Linked DNA regions of Arachis hypogaea: region 2 is linked to region 1. Evidence: chromatin contacts called from public Hi-C data. All regions are on one chromosome and are shown on one strand. The core of a region is the stretch at or near the end of the contact, and the rest is flanking DNA. Distances in the headings are between cores, read along the strand shown. Region 1 has its middle 21 kb from the start of LOC112702269. Region 2 holds the start of LOC112702273 (E3 ubiquitin-protein ligase BRE1-like 2).

Region 1 (7,279 bases), core at 2,138-4,637:
TATTCCTTTAAAAATAATATATCATTTTAATAGAAAATTAATAAAATTTTATTATTTGTATAATTATATTAATAAAATAATTAAAAATAATTAAAAATAATATAAAATTTTAACTAAAGTAAAACTAAGTATTGGAGGAATAAATTTTATATTTAATTTTAAATTATCTTTTAAATGTGCTCTAAAAAAAATACAAAGTACAATCCTTCTTAAATTCTAAATTATAAATTTTAAACTTTAAATATGAGCCATTAATATAAAATATAATAAATAAAATAATAAGATTTGCTAATTAAAAAAATAAAGTATTCTTTACTTAATAAAAAATGTTTAAAGATGAGCCGATTATAAAAAATTTAAAATTTAAAAATTATCAAACAATTTTTTTATTAGTTAAAAAATAATTAGTAAATAGATGCTTGATATTATAGAATAATAGCAGGTGAAGAATCATCGAAGATTTATGACAAAGTATTTCCAATACCTTCACACTTAAAGCGAGAAAGGTATTGGCGATGCCGTATTTAGATACCACTGTAATTAAGGTTTTGGATAACAACTTTAGTTATACGGCTATAGTTCATAAGTACAAGGGTGTTTGGAAGACGAAGGGAGGTTACGAAATTTTAGATATTGACTTTGGGTATTTTTTGATCAAGTTCGACCTGCGAAAAGATAGGAAGAGAATTCTTTTCGGTAGACTATGGATGATTGCAAATCATTATGTGGCGGTGAAATCTTAGAATCCTGAGTTTGTATCATGTGAAGAATCTTTTGGAATTATATTGGTATATGGATAAGAATCTCAAGTTTAAATATCAAATTCTATCAAAAAGAGACCATAATGAAAATTGATGTAACAGTAAACATTTCAATCCGAATTGATATAGCAATTAAATCTGCAAAGTGGGACAAGTATATAAAAGTGTGTGATAATTAAAATCAAAATAGATAAAATAGTATATTCTATTGAATATGAGCACTTAAATTTAGTTTATGGCAAATGTTATTGCTTTGGTCATGTCATTAAAAAATAATATAATAAGATGACTCTTGCTTCCATTAATCAAGAAAACCAAGGCAAAGCATCTTTAGAGAATATGAGGTGAGTAGAAGAAGTTTTATTTTCACTCCTCTAATTTATCAAAAATAAAAGATATTTGTAATAATTCCTTTATTTAATTTCAAAATAATTTGTTAGCACTGGAAGATTTATTTTCACTCCTCCAACACTGTTAATATTCATAAATTATTGTTCTCTTAAATGTTTTATAATAGAATTAATAGAATATTGATAGGGAAAGTATATATGGTTTTATATTCCTCCTTTTTGTCTTTTTTTTTTAAGAATTTGGTTTGTTTATGAATAATATTGATATCAACAATAAGTATTCTCAATCTTATCAAATTTATTCAATATCTAGAAGAAATATTATTTAAACGGAAGAAGTAGAACAAATGTGATTAATTTTTTTATATATTATTTTAATATTGATAAATCGCTTAAATATTTGATAATTTAGTATTTATAAAAAATATTATTTATAAAATACAATCTACAGAAAGTATTTTAATTTATAGAAATTAAAGTATATTGTAAAAAATATTTTTATTCGTAAAAATATAATCTACAGATACGCATTATCAATTATAAAAAATATACTGTCAATTTTTAAAATACAATGTGTATATTTTAGACAATATTTTACAATATCAAAACATATTGAGATAAACTTTAAAGTAGTCTCTTTAGTTATATTCGAGTCTCATAGTAGTTCCTAAAATTAATAGTTACTCATATGTATTTTTAAAGTTGTACTCCGAGACTTAAAATCGTCCTTCAAGTATTTTCCATCAATTAGGCGCCATCGGAGAGCTAAAGTAAACTCTCTTTTGACACATTTGCAAAATAACGAATAGGTGATGTGAAAAAGAAAATATTTTGATGACAATTTAGTCTCTGAATCAATTTTAAAAATCCTAATCCGCAAAATTGAAGACCATTATCTACATCCATTTTCTTCTCTTCTCTAAACTCGCAGACCTTCTTCTTTCCATCTTTAAATTTAAATGGCTATAGCCAGCGCAAGCAATGCAGTCGAGAGTTCGAACAATTCATGCTCTAATCAAAACTCTATGAGTTTTACATATAATCAAGTGATGCTGGTTTGAAATTGGAGGAGATTTGCAACAACGGCTACGTAGAAGGTAGAAGAGGTAATGATAATGGATCGAAAGCTAGGATAAAAATGGAGGAAATAATACTGGTGACAACAATAATAACAAATTAACAATAATAATGGAACCCAAGGTATCAATTCCACAACAGCCACCTCCCATTCCTAATAACATAATATTTGTTAAATTAAAAAACTTACGACTGTAAGCATAGGTTAAGATGCATAGGAAATTAGGAATCTCTATCGATATTAAGATGAGTCCATAAATCAATTGTAAAAATCGAAAACATATAGACACTGTCTGTAAATATAAGTACTCTATTTGATTTTTTTTTTCACAAATATCAACGACGAAAAAGCTAACTGTAGAAATCAGTAGAATTTTGAAGGAATACACTGTAGCAATGTCACTCAGAGTAGTGTTATTGAAGAGAGAGTTTTGAAGGAAGAAGTTTATATTTCTGTTTTGGAAGAGAGAAAAAACGTTAAGTTAAGTGAACGATTAATAAGCTTTTATCCATGAAACGACGTCGTTTGGCCCAAATTAAGCACCAAATTAAATATTATGTCGTTTTCGACTTGCCAACATGTTAAAAAGGAGTCTACCTCAATTTTTTGATGGCGCTTAGTTGATAATTTTAAAAATATTAGAAAAACGACTTTAAATTCTAAAGTGTAATTTTAAAAATACATATGAATAACTATTAATTTTAGAAATTATTATAAAATTTAAATATAATTTGAGAAACTACTTTAAAATTTATCTCAAATATATTTTTTTTTAAATTAAAATTAAGGTTCGAACTTACAACTTTTAAATAAATATAAAAAATTATGTTATTTGGGATATAGTTTGTTCTCCTCTCGACCACATTTGCTAACAAATATTTCTAACAAATGTATCATGAAAAAATCCGGTCTACAGAAAGAAGAAGAAAAAGAAAAAATAGGAAAAAGAAAATGTAGGGATTGAGTGAGTCCCATAAGAAATTAGCGTCTGATACGCAGCCAATGCGGTACGGCAATCGAGGCTAATGCAGTGTCATGTAACTCTCACTCTCACGACACAGACAACGTAAGATTTCGTGGTCCTGCGTTACGTAGTAACAGTTCCAATTTAACCACTTGTGTCTAGACACGTGTTGAGATGGCCTACTCTTCAAAAAGAGTAAGATTTGATTGGATCCACGGAAGGCATCAGGTGGACTCGCGCAACAGTGGAAGGGTTGGAAAGTCAACAAACATGATGACCCTATTCAGAGTTTTAGCTACATACATACGCTACTACAATCTATAGATTCCATGTGCTTTGCTTTGCTTTGCTTCATAGGCTTGGAACTAAGTTAACTCTATTTTATGAGCTAAACTACTTTTAATATTATGTTGATACGCTTTAACTAACAAACAATTAGCTAGTAGTCTTGTACACTAAACAATGCAAATAATACAATGGGTAAATATTTAAATTATATTTTGATCTTTTAAATTTTAAATTTTATTTTAGAAAATAAAATATGACCTCTTATCATTTATTTTATAAACGAGACTAAAAAAAATATAAAAAAAACTATTAAAAAATAAAAGATTACATTTTATTTTTTAAAATAAAATTTAAAATTTAGATGATCCAAATCTATTTAAATTGATTCTCAAAATTTAAGTGGGGTACTCTAAATTTTTAACAATATTTTATTTTTTAAAAAAATTTTCAAAAATGATTCCAGTTGGACATATATATACATTAAAAATTTAACTTTTATTTGTTGTTAATATACATACAGTTTTATATTTACATTAGATGTATATTGTCATGTAATATACTTTACTAATATAATATAAAATTTTTTTAAATATATTAGTATATTAGTAATTTTTAATTATTGATGTTAATTATATATATTATATATATTTTATAATTAAGATCAATAATTAAAAATTATTGAAATACTAATATACCGATATACTTTAAAAATTTTTTATTAGACATAATAGTAGTATTATAAATTTTGTTATCTGATTTTTTTATGATTGTTGACTTTATTTTATTTTTCTATTCTTTTTATCTTTATATTTGTCTTTGTTTTTTCGTCTCCTCTCTTCTTTTTATTTTCATATTATCTGTCATAGGAGTGTTCATAGATAAAGTGAAATTAATTTTAACTCAACTTAAATCCGACCCTAAATTATACCTGAATTCATTTTTTAATTCCTTTTCAATTTTAGACCCAATAAAATTTTTAATCATTCGAATCAATTTTATACTGATTCATATTAAATTTAAGACGGCGTCACATATCTCACCAGATGATGAACAACACAACAACATATTAAACAATATATCAGCATTAAACAACAAAACATATCACAAATATACAATTAACAACAAATCACAACATATCTCAACAGATCTGAGTAACAACATCAGCAATCATTCATTTAGAAGAAAATATTATCATTTTGATAGGATTTATATTTGTGTTTTGTTACCTACTTAGCTATCAAAGAAGCTAAAAAAATTGTCTCTGGTTGTGTTTATGTCTAATCTAATTCTACTCATCACTAACCAAATATAGCCTAACAAACGAATAATTGATTCTACTATAAATTACTTGTCAATGATGTTACTAATAACTAACTCTAGATCGATTGTTCTATTCCTGTCGAATATTATTTCTGTGAAAATCAAATGCTTAAATAAAAGAATAATGTTGGAATATATTTATTGGTCAAAATCAGACAAATGAAACTATATATACTCATATAGTTTAACCAAATATACCATCAAGATGAGGCTGTAGCTAGTCAAAGATCTATCCTTTTTAGGAAATGTTTTATTGTTTTTATTCAATGCACTTCATTCGTATTTCTAAAATCTCTTACATTCATTCTATCTAATCCCACAAAGATTATCACTTTTAACGTTTATTCCTCAGGAAAGCCATCTCACTTTGGATATAGCATCTCATTGCCAAAATGCTCGTCATCATAAACAAAACACCATCCACGCCATGTTCTAAACTGCAAAGTATGTCTTTGAAAAACATAGTACTAAATAATTATTATCTTTTAATTTGTGAATTTAGTTAGTTTCTTTTTTTTTTTTTTTTTGGTAGTCATTTAGTTAGTTTCTTTCTTAGTTGCTTTTGGTCAACAGTTGAAATAGAGTCCTAAAATAGTGAAGAAGCCGACATTGAGGCCCACGCATGTACGAGATGACTAAAATTAAAGTATGAAAATAGAAAACCAATTTAAGTTCGTAGACTGGTCAATTCACTCGTCCGATTAAATAAGTATGGAATGGTTTCAATTTTTTTTTTGTATATAATAATTTATTAGACAATAATATATTTTTAAATGGAGTTCAGATTCGTGACAAAATAATCTTTAGTCTAATAGACTAAAGAATACCGTAGACAATTATAAAAAATATAAAAATAAGAAAGAAAAAAAGTTAGATCTTTTTATTTATTTGTTTTAAATAAGGCAGTTGGCAATAAGTCAATGAACTTTTTAAGTTGAGGTAAATTATTATCATTGCCAACATGAATTCGAAGGTCAAGAAAATGAGCAACTTTTTCAAGCATCAAGTTAAGGGTCACATTCATAAGGACCGTGAATTGAAGGTTCAATTTAGCATTAAATTAAAATAGCGTATAAGCATATCATTTGTTTTGATCTCCAAAATCTTTGAAAACTAATTTATATTTGAAGTCATTTTATTTAGGTCTTAACTGGAAATTTGTAAGTGATAATCAATAGTTTATTAATATATTGTACTAAATGACATTTAGTATATATCACATAATAATATGGGGGTGAAAGGTTAGCATATATACCAGGTATATGGGGTTGAATAGTTTTAGCCTGTTATATAAATTTCTTGTTTCTTTATTAAACCTTTTACATGTCCATATACGAAATAATTCTATACCATTCCATTTCGAACTTTTTCTTTTTTCCTTTCAATTTAATTATGAGTCATTCCCATCTATCACTTTCAACATTTTCAAACATAATCATATAGTTTTAGACCAAACTATAAAACTATATAGATACTTCTCTGATCTCACTTTCTTTTCTTTTGCCCCCTTTTTTTTAACCATTGAAAAACAAATTAAGTGATGATGATGTAAAAGTGAAACCTTGATTTACCGACCCAATATCAAAGTGGAGAACCTCGTACACAACACACTTGCACAGTAAAAGTTGGTGCAATTCATAAGACTTTGCAAAAACAAAAAATAAAAAAGTGATTAGCAAACGTACAAAGACTTAATTGGTTTGTGTGTGAAACATCTATCTCCTCAGTTACCACTACCTCTATATATCCTACGAATGCTTTTTCGTATAAAAATTCGTCCTTCGAATAAGTTACAGTCAAATTTAAAATTCCAACGCTAAATATGACGGTAAATAAAGGCGTAAAAATTAATTTTATTAGCGCCAAATTTATCTTAAGATTTTTCATCCAACAATAACATCATTTATTAAAACACATTGTTTAGGCAATGACGAACACTTTAACGTTGAATTTTTCCACCGATAAATACGATGGTAAATTTGGATAAAACTCTCTCTCTCTCTCTCTCTCTCTCTCTCTCTCTCTCTCTCTCTCTCTCTCTCTCTCTCTCTCTCTCTCTCTCTCTCTCTCTCTCTCTCTCTCTCTCTGGTACAATGAAAAAGGATGCGCCACCGGTAAGTAACATTGTCGTCGTAGATCGTCGTCCTCACTACTGTTGGAATCTCTGTGGAAAGCCTCCACCATGCCGCCGCTGTTGGTGTTTCTTGCCGTCGATTGGAGGTCGTCACCATCACCGTGCTGAAGTCCACCGCGCCAAAATAAGGTTGTTCTCCATTTTTTTTGGTTGTTTGCTATATTACTAAACCCTAGTTTCACCACTGTAGGTTTCATTGTTGCCTCCTGTCACCACCATGCTTCCACTATTTTGCCGCCATTATTAGAGGTAATTTTTTTTATAGTTTTTGTATGTTTTTTAGATTTTTTTGTTTAGGATTTTCTTAGGTATTTTATTAAATTATTGATTAAAATTTTTAGTGAAGTGTGTGATTAGGGTTTGTTATATTAATTTAGTGTAATT
Region 2 (7,279 bases), core at 1,800-4,299, 130 kb before region 1:
CTGATTTTGATGTACTTTTATTACCTAAATTTTGTTTTGTTAATGATTTGATTTTATATGCTGATTTATAGGCATTTTTCCTAATAAATATTTACATCACTTCAATGTTCTGGCCATGCCACCTCACCACACAAAAGAGTTGCATCAACCTAGTTTTCACTTTCGAAATCCCTTCCCTTTCCAAGCCAACCCCACAATTTTATTTTCATTCCATTAATGGAAAAGCAAGCAAATACCTTGTTAGACTTAACATTTTATTTATCGTGTGCGAAATAAACATTATTCTAAAGAGTGTTAAATATAAAAATCATTCATGTTCTATCGCTTAACAATTTAGGCTTTTCAGAGAATAATTCAGAAGGTGATAAAAAGCCTCTATGAGCAAGTGGTCTAGAGTTAGACCTTTGACACCACCATTCTTAGATAAAAGGTTGATATTCAGCACAAGATAAAGTGGGATTGAGCACTGCCCACAGCATCAAGCTTGGTGGACAATAGCATGAGGGGTATAAAATCTATTGTGTTGCCTTTCAGAAAGATGGTTCACGATTAAAAAAATAAAACTCAAAGAACCAAATTCAGGTTTACACATATGCCATATATCAATAGCACTCATCATTGGCAACAACTAAACTTTGTCCAACTAGGTGAAGTTAGCTGCATGGATCAAATGACGCAAAAGTTCCCTATCATAAGCCGTATCAGAGTTTAAACCATATATTTGCAAATCTAACTTTCATATATTAATATAACTAACTAAAAAGGTGCCATTAACAAAAGGAACCTCCCTGTGTTCCACAATGGTGAAATCTATTATTTTTTCTTTTTTTAGCCAAACAGAAAAAGGTGATCTTTTGCTGAAAAATACATCCAAATGCACCCTAAAAATATAGATGTATAATAATAGACTTCACAGTAACTGAAGAAGTTAAAACCAAACACAAAATGAAAAACATCAAAACCTGCAAGGCGTTTAACTTCAGACTGATCTTGTAAGCACCAACTGATATAACTTTGAATTCCAATAGTATACTCTTTATGTGAATCATTGAGAGCATTAATGATTTCACGTAAATTACTTTCCTCTTCTTTCATCATGTCATCAATCTGAGACATCTGAATTATAGCATCTGAAAACCAGCAATGAGTAAACATTAACAGATCATTTATACAAATTTTCTCTTAAATTCCTACATCAATTATATCTGGAAGAGAAATAAAGATTCAATCGTTAAAAAGAAAAATAAATAAATAAACATTTGGATGCATATCGAATGTTTTTGACCTTCTGAAGATAACTCGCCATGCAAAACCTGGGCTATACTGTCAATTCTTTCCATCTGAGCCTCCATGGTATCTTGAAGGAGTTTCAACAACTCTAACGTAGATGACCGGCGTAAAGCAAGGCTTTCTTCAACATAATTAATTCTCTCACCAATACTGTTTCCACCAACAGAATCTTTCTGGATCAATCTACACAGAAATATATCCTCCGCAGGGCATGAAGGAAGTGAACCTAGAGAGATTAACTCATGTCAGTCCCTTGAAATTTGTTCATACTACAAGAAAAATGTGTGGGGTACCTTGACGGTTATTATGGTAATCTAGTGTTTGTAATGCATCTTTGCTTCTACCAGCTCGTACACCAAGAAGAGTCAGATCATCAGACAACTAGAGGGAAAAAATTATGAAGTTAGCCCAATGTGAATATGCTAGAGGCATATCGCAAAAAGTGCCTTGCCATTCCCCCCTCTCTTACATGGCCAGCAGAACATGCCCTATCTTCTATGGAAGCATTAATTTCAAAAGGCGAAAGAAAAATAAAACTGATTAAATAGGATGAACAATAGAGTGGAAGCGTAACAATAAGGAATAACCTGAATCCAACATTGGTTCACTGCAATTAACAAATCATCATGGGTATTTTGCCGCTCTTTTAACTCTCTAATTTTTTCTTCAAGGTCATGCAAAGCACGCTTTTGGATGTCAATCTTTTGAACGAGCTGCTGGTTCTGTGCTTGTAAGACTCCAGCATCAGCCTGTATAAAAAACACAATGATTTCCCATTAAGCAAGAAAAACTCGAAAACTATTCACAACAAACCCAAAAATTAGAGTCCCAATATCCTATTGCCACAGATAGAGTTGTCATTTCACGGAACAAGAAACAAGGCAGCGTTTTAACCTCTAAAAATCTTACCAGTAACCTCAAATTCCATAAACTGCATAGCAGATGCATATGTTCAAATATCAATGACTTGAAATATCCCTCTCACAAAGATCAAGCATAACAAGAATGTTCAATTTTGAATCCCAAAACTCCATCATCCAATTAAAAATTACACAAAAAAACATAACACATAAGACACTTCACCTTGTTACTAGTCTTTCAGCCCTACCCTGCAGCAAGTTAGTATCAAACACAATGAAATTCACCATCCCTTTGTCCCAAAGATCACAACTTGACCATAAAACAAAATCCCTCAGCACCAAACAGCTCTAAGAACTCAATATCACACTAAATACAATGTAAAACACTGAAATTCAGAATCAGACTATCAAACACACAGACATAAAAACAAACACACAGTGTGCATACAAAACACAGAGAAAAATATGTAGAGAGAGAGGAAAAGGGGTTACGGTTTTGTTGTTCGATGGAGAGTTTCGCGCCACGCGAGAAGAAACGGAAGTGAGGTGAGGCCTCTTCTTTTCGGGTTCGTTGTGGTCTGAGTTTTCCATTTGGTTTTAACGATTTCTGAGATTCTCAACAAAAACCCAACACACATCATTAGGAGGAAGAAAAACAACACAGAATCATGGCTTCCTATCAAGTTCGTTCCTTTGAGGAAAAAAGAAGACATGAAAACGGAGACACAGAACAGAAATGAGAAAACACAGCACAAAAAATCAAAAATACACTCACTCAGAAGAAAGCGGTTCCACACTGTTCAGCTCTTTCTTTTTCTTTTTTTTTTTTCTTTTTTTTTTTGAGTTTGAGGTGGTGGACGCTTGTACTATAACTTCAAATTTCACATCAATGTTAAATTTTAAAAAAGGAAAAAAATACTGAGTTTTGTTTAGGAAATTAAAAAAACTCGAATATTTTTTTGGAAGGTACAAGAAACGTTAATTAGTAGCAATTTAACTATTTTAAGATAAATAAAAAATCATTTAACTAATAATTTTTTTATAATTATAATTAAATAAAAACTCATATACAGTTATTTTTATATAAAATATTTAGTTAAATAAATTAAATCATCTAATAATTTTTAACAAAAAATTTTATATTTACACGTGGGTTTTTATTTTATAATTAAAGTATTAAATGTAAAAAAGTTTGTATTGAAAAATTAAACATTTTAAATTCTTAAAATATGTAAAATCTATATATATATATATATATTATCTTAAGATGGGAGAAAGCCAATAAAAATTTGAGGGGTACACAACTTTATAATAATTACATTCCATCCATAATTTAGCTAGTAAAGAATAAAGATATAAGAATTTCAAAATTTAAATAAAACTTAGATGAATTTAGCTAGCATGAATATACATGTTAACGTTATTAATTTAAAAATTTATTATAATAAACAAACAAATTTTTAATTTTTAATATATTTGTTATTGTGTTTATTAAAAATTTAATTTTCATGAATTGTCATCATAAAAAATTTAACCATATATTATTATATTATTAAAAATAATTAACTTTTTAATTATTATTTAAAATATCATCTAAATACATAAATAATTAAATAATTATATAAATTTTTTTACATAAATGAAAATTAAAATCATTTATGAAAGCAAAAAAATTGTCACATGATAATTATATTAGTTCATATATGATTTTGGTGTGTGAACAAATCTAAAAGAAAGACAATATCTCGAAGAATCATTTGGCTATTGGTTTCGAATTTCTATACATTTTACATCAATTACACTCTACACTCTACAAAATTTTCTATTTAATTTAAAATAAATATAAAAACTAAAATAAATATAATTATTAAAATATATTTACCTATTAAAAAAAACAAAACAAAAAGCTCGAAATCATAAATGTGACATGCAATACAAACACGACATACGAATACAGCAATATAATATTTGAGTATATACTCATTTTTTATTCTCAAAGAATTTTAGATTAGACATTTTAGTTCCCAACTAAAATTAATTACTCGATTGGTCCCTAACAATTAATTCCCTTAGTCACTTAGGTTCTTGGTTTTATCAACTCTAACGAAAGACAAAATGGTCCCTGAAAACTCTAACATAGGACAAAATGATCCCTGACAACTTTAACAAGTGACAAAATGATTCATGACTCCTTTATTTGAAAACGACATTGCTCTTCCCTAATTTTTATCATATCTCACATAACCCTAACATTCATACTCTCTTTCTTCACCTTCACAGTCTTCTTTTCCATCTTTTCATTCTTCCTCTTTAACTCCAAGATTAAACCATGGTGTAATTGTTACACATATCGCACCTACCTCAACATGTCATGGACCACACACTTCCTAAATTTTTATGACTAGTATATCCATCTCTTCTACACTTTACCCACCAAAAGCATCCACTTCCACGTCTTCGATAACATCACCTCCAACCCCGACAACGTCCACGACATTCTCAAGACCAAGTTCCACAACTACTCCAAGGGCACGCCTTTCTCCACTTTCAAATTCTCATTTGAAATAGACACTGAGTGCTTCATTCCTTCTTTTCCGGAGTCCAAGTTGGCAGACAGCTTCAACCTCGCATCCAAGCTATCAGTACAACGAGTAATGTCGCCGTTGCCACTCATATGGAAACTGAAGCGATTACTGAACATTGGTTCGGAGAAGAAGCTGAAGGAAGCGATCGGAGTGGTGGATAATGTGGTCATGAAAATGATAGGGCAGAGGAGGAGGGAGATGGCAACGACAACGACAGGTCTTAACAAATCAGACTTGCTGTATAGATTCATGAGATCCATTGAAGACGACAACTAGTTAAGAGACATATGCATTAGTTTCCTGAGTATGAATTGGTTGAGAACAAGTTGAAGATCTTTTTTTCTTGTGAACATTAAATTTATAGAGTGTGCATTGTGTAGTTTGAAGTTACAGTGTTAGACTATTAGTGTTATACGAGATATGATAGAAATTGGAAGAGAACAGTGTCGTTTCCGAATAGAGGAGATTAGGGACCATTTTGTCTCCTGTTAGAGTTGTCAATGACTATTTTGTCCTCCGTTAGAGTTAACAGAGTAAAGAACCTAAGTGACTAACGGAGTTAATTGTTAAGGACCAATCGAAAAATTAATTTTAGTTAGAGACTAAAGTGTCTAATTTAAAATTCTTTAAGAATTAAAATTGATATATACTCATAATATTTTTATAAAATATAAGATATGATATAAAATACGTTATGTAATATAATATAATAAAATATATAAATAATAAATATTTTATTATTATAATAATAATAAAATAATATTAAAATGATTAAAAATATTTGTTGTTAAAATATGGCTGCATATATATACATATATATATATATATATTTAAAAACAAAAGAATGATAGACATAAACATAAACGATCTAAACTTTTTTTTATGAATATAAAAAAAATTATATTATTTGAGTTATAATTCATTAGTATAAACTATCTAAACTTATGTATTTAATTTATTGTAAGACTTAAGAGTATTCGTGTCCAACATAAATACATCAAGATTTTAATCGTGTATGTGCTTCTTAGATAAGAAAAAGACAAAATTGAGAATTTTAAGTACACAATTTATGTTCACAATTAACCGAAGTTTAATATTTTTCTTATCAATAGGTAGTTTATAAGGTATCTTATAAATTCGATACTCGATCAAATCATGCCAGGGAATTTTATGGTCTCAAATAATTATATGGCTTGAGCAAGGCAGATACTATGCACTTAAAAATCCAAAAAGATAAATAAATAAATAAATGATAGGCATGATGATAGCTGCCCCGGATACTATCACAGGCAAATATATCAAAACTTCGCTATTCATACCTTTAATCTTATAATAGAAAATATTTTCATTTTTGACATTAATATTATTTTAAGAGTTAATGTGTTTTTTTTATTTTATTAATTAAAAATTAATTTAAATATGTAATTAATTAATAATAATTATATTTTTATATAAATATTAAAAGTAGAGCAAAACGCAAAAATAAACTATATGTTATCCTAAATTACACAAATTACCTAAAAAAATGTTACATGGATCTTCTAAATGCACGTCTCTATATAAATCGAACGAATTTTATTTGATTTATTCATTTTTCTATTAAATTGAATCAGGATAAGTCATATTACTATGCAAACATGCAAATCGAAATAGTATGAGTCGACTTATGCATGTAACGTGATCCATAGTAAATCGAATCACTATGACTCCATTTATGCATGCATGTGATTCACAAAGTAATTCGACACAATCTGTTTCGATTTACCATAATTTTGTTCTCGTACTAATTCGAATGGGGCTGATTCGAATTACTATTTTCGTGAGCTATAGTTATAAATCGATTTTGGGGAATTCGATTTAGTGGAAGCCAACCTATATAAATATGATATGAATGTGATGAATTCCTTATGAGAGTGAAACACAATGGCTAATGAGAAAATTTTTTTAGTATTGGTGCACTATAGAGGGTCGATTAAGAAAAAACACGTTCGGAAATTAAGTTTACTAATAAGGATCCACTTAGTGTTTTTCTAAAACCTTCAATGAATTTCACTGAGTTCCTGAATTCTATAATCCAAAAACTGGGGTTGCAAGGCATGAAACGGGTTGAGAAGTTATTCTATAGAATTTCGATTTCAGTTTTGCGGGATGATGTGAAATACGATTCGTTTGTCATAGGGACTGACGAAGATTTGCAAGTTCTATTTCATTGTGGCCGACAGTTTCCCGAGATCAGGACCCCTGAGCAGCTGAGCTGTTGGCCAAACTTATAGATGTGGTCTCTAGCTCAGGAGGTTCGAATCGGAATCCCCAATCTCCGGTAACGGCAGCCTGTTCTAGTTCGAGGCCTGTTGGTGCCTCTTCATCCGTGCCTGTCATTGCATCTAAGGCAATGTTGGTTGCCTCCTCGTCCTTCGCAACTGATCTAAACTGCAGTCATGACGTAGAAGTATGTGACACAACGAATGCCGATATTATTGATACGTCACCTGTTTTATTACAGGGTGGAGAACTGGATGGTGTGGACGATGTACTGCGAGATGA

Evidence for each region. Hi-C and Micro-C count contacts between places; a contact is called where the count stands out from the background.
Region 2: a Hi-C map of an unstated tissue shows a contact between it and region 1, with 4 times the contacts expected there. The contact joins the promoter of LOC112702273 here to the enhancer-like site in region 1. A contact is called at or near these places in 3 of 8 Hi-C or Micro-C datasets (leaf and an unstated tissue).

What each region holds. Positions count from the first base shown.
Region 1 is chr7:7,004,824-7,012,102 of arahy.Tifrunner.gnm2.J5K5, reverse strand. No RefSeq gene overlaps it. Among protein-coding and RNA genes, the nearest start is that of LOC112702269, 21 kb to the right of the region's middle. Within about 2 kb of position 3,387, at least 3 of the 3 cell types and tissues checked have open chromatin away from gene starts, as enhancers often do.
Region 2 is chr7:7,130,036-7,137,314 of arahy.Tifrunner.gnm2.J5K5, reverse strand. It overlaps LOC112702273 (E3 ubiquitin-protein ligase BRE1-like 2), which reads right to left and starts at 3,049. Exons shown (of 20, transcript XM_025753244.2): 1 at 2,926-3,049; 2 at 2,643-2,757; 3 at 1,878-2,039; 4 at 1,584-1,671; 5 at 1,286-1,516; 6 at 963-1,130. The coding sequence starts at 2,741.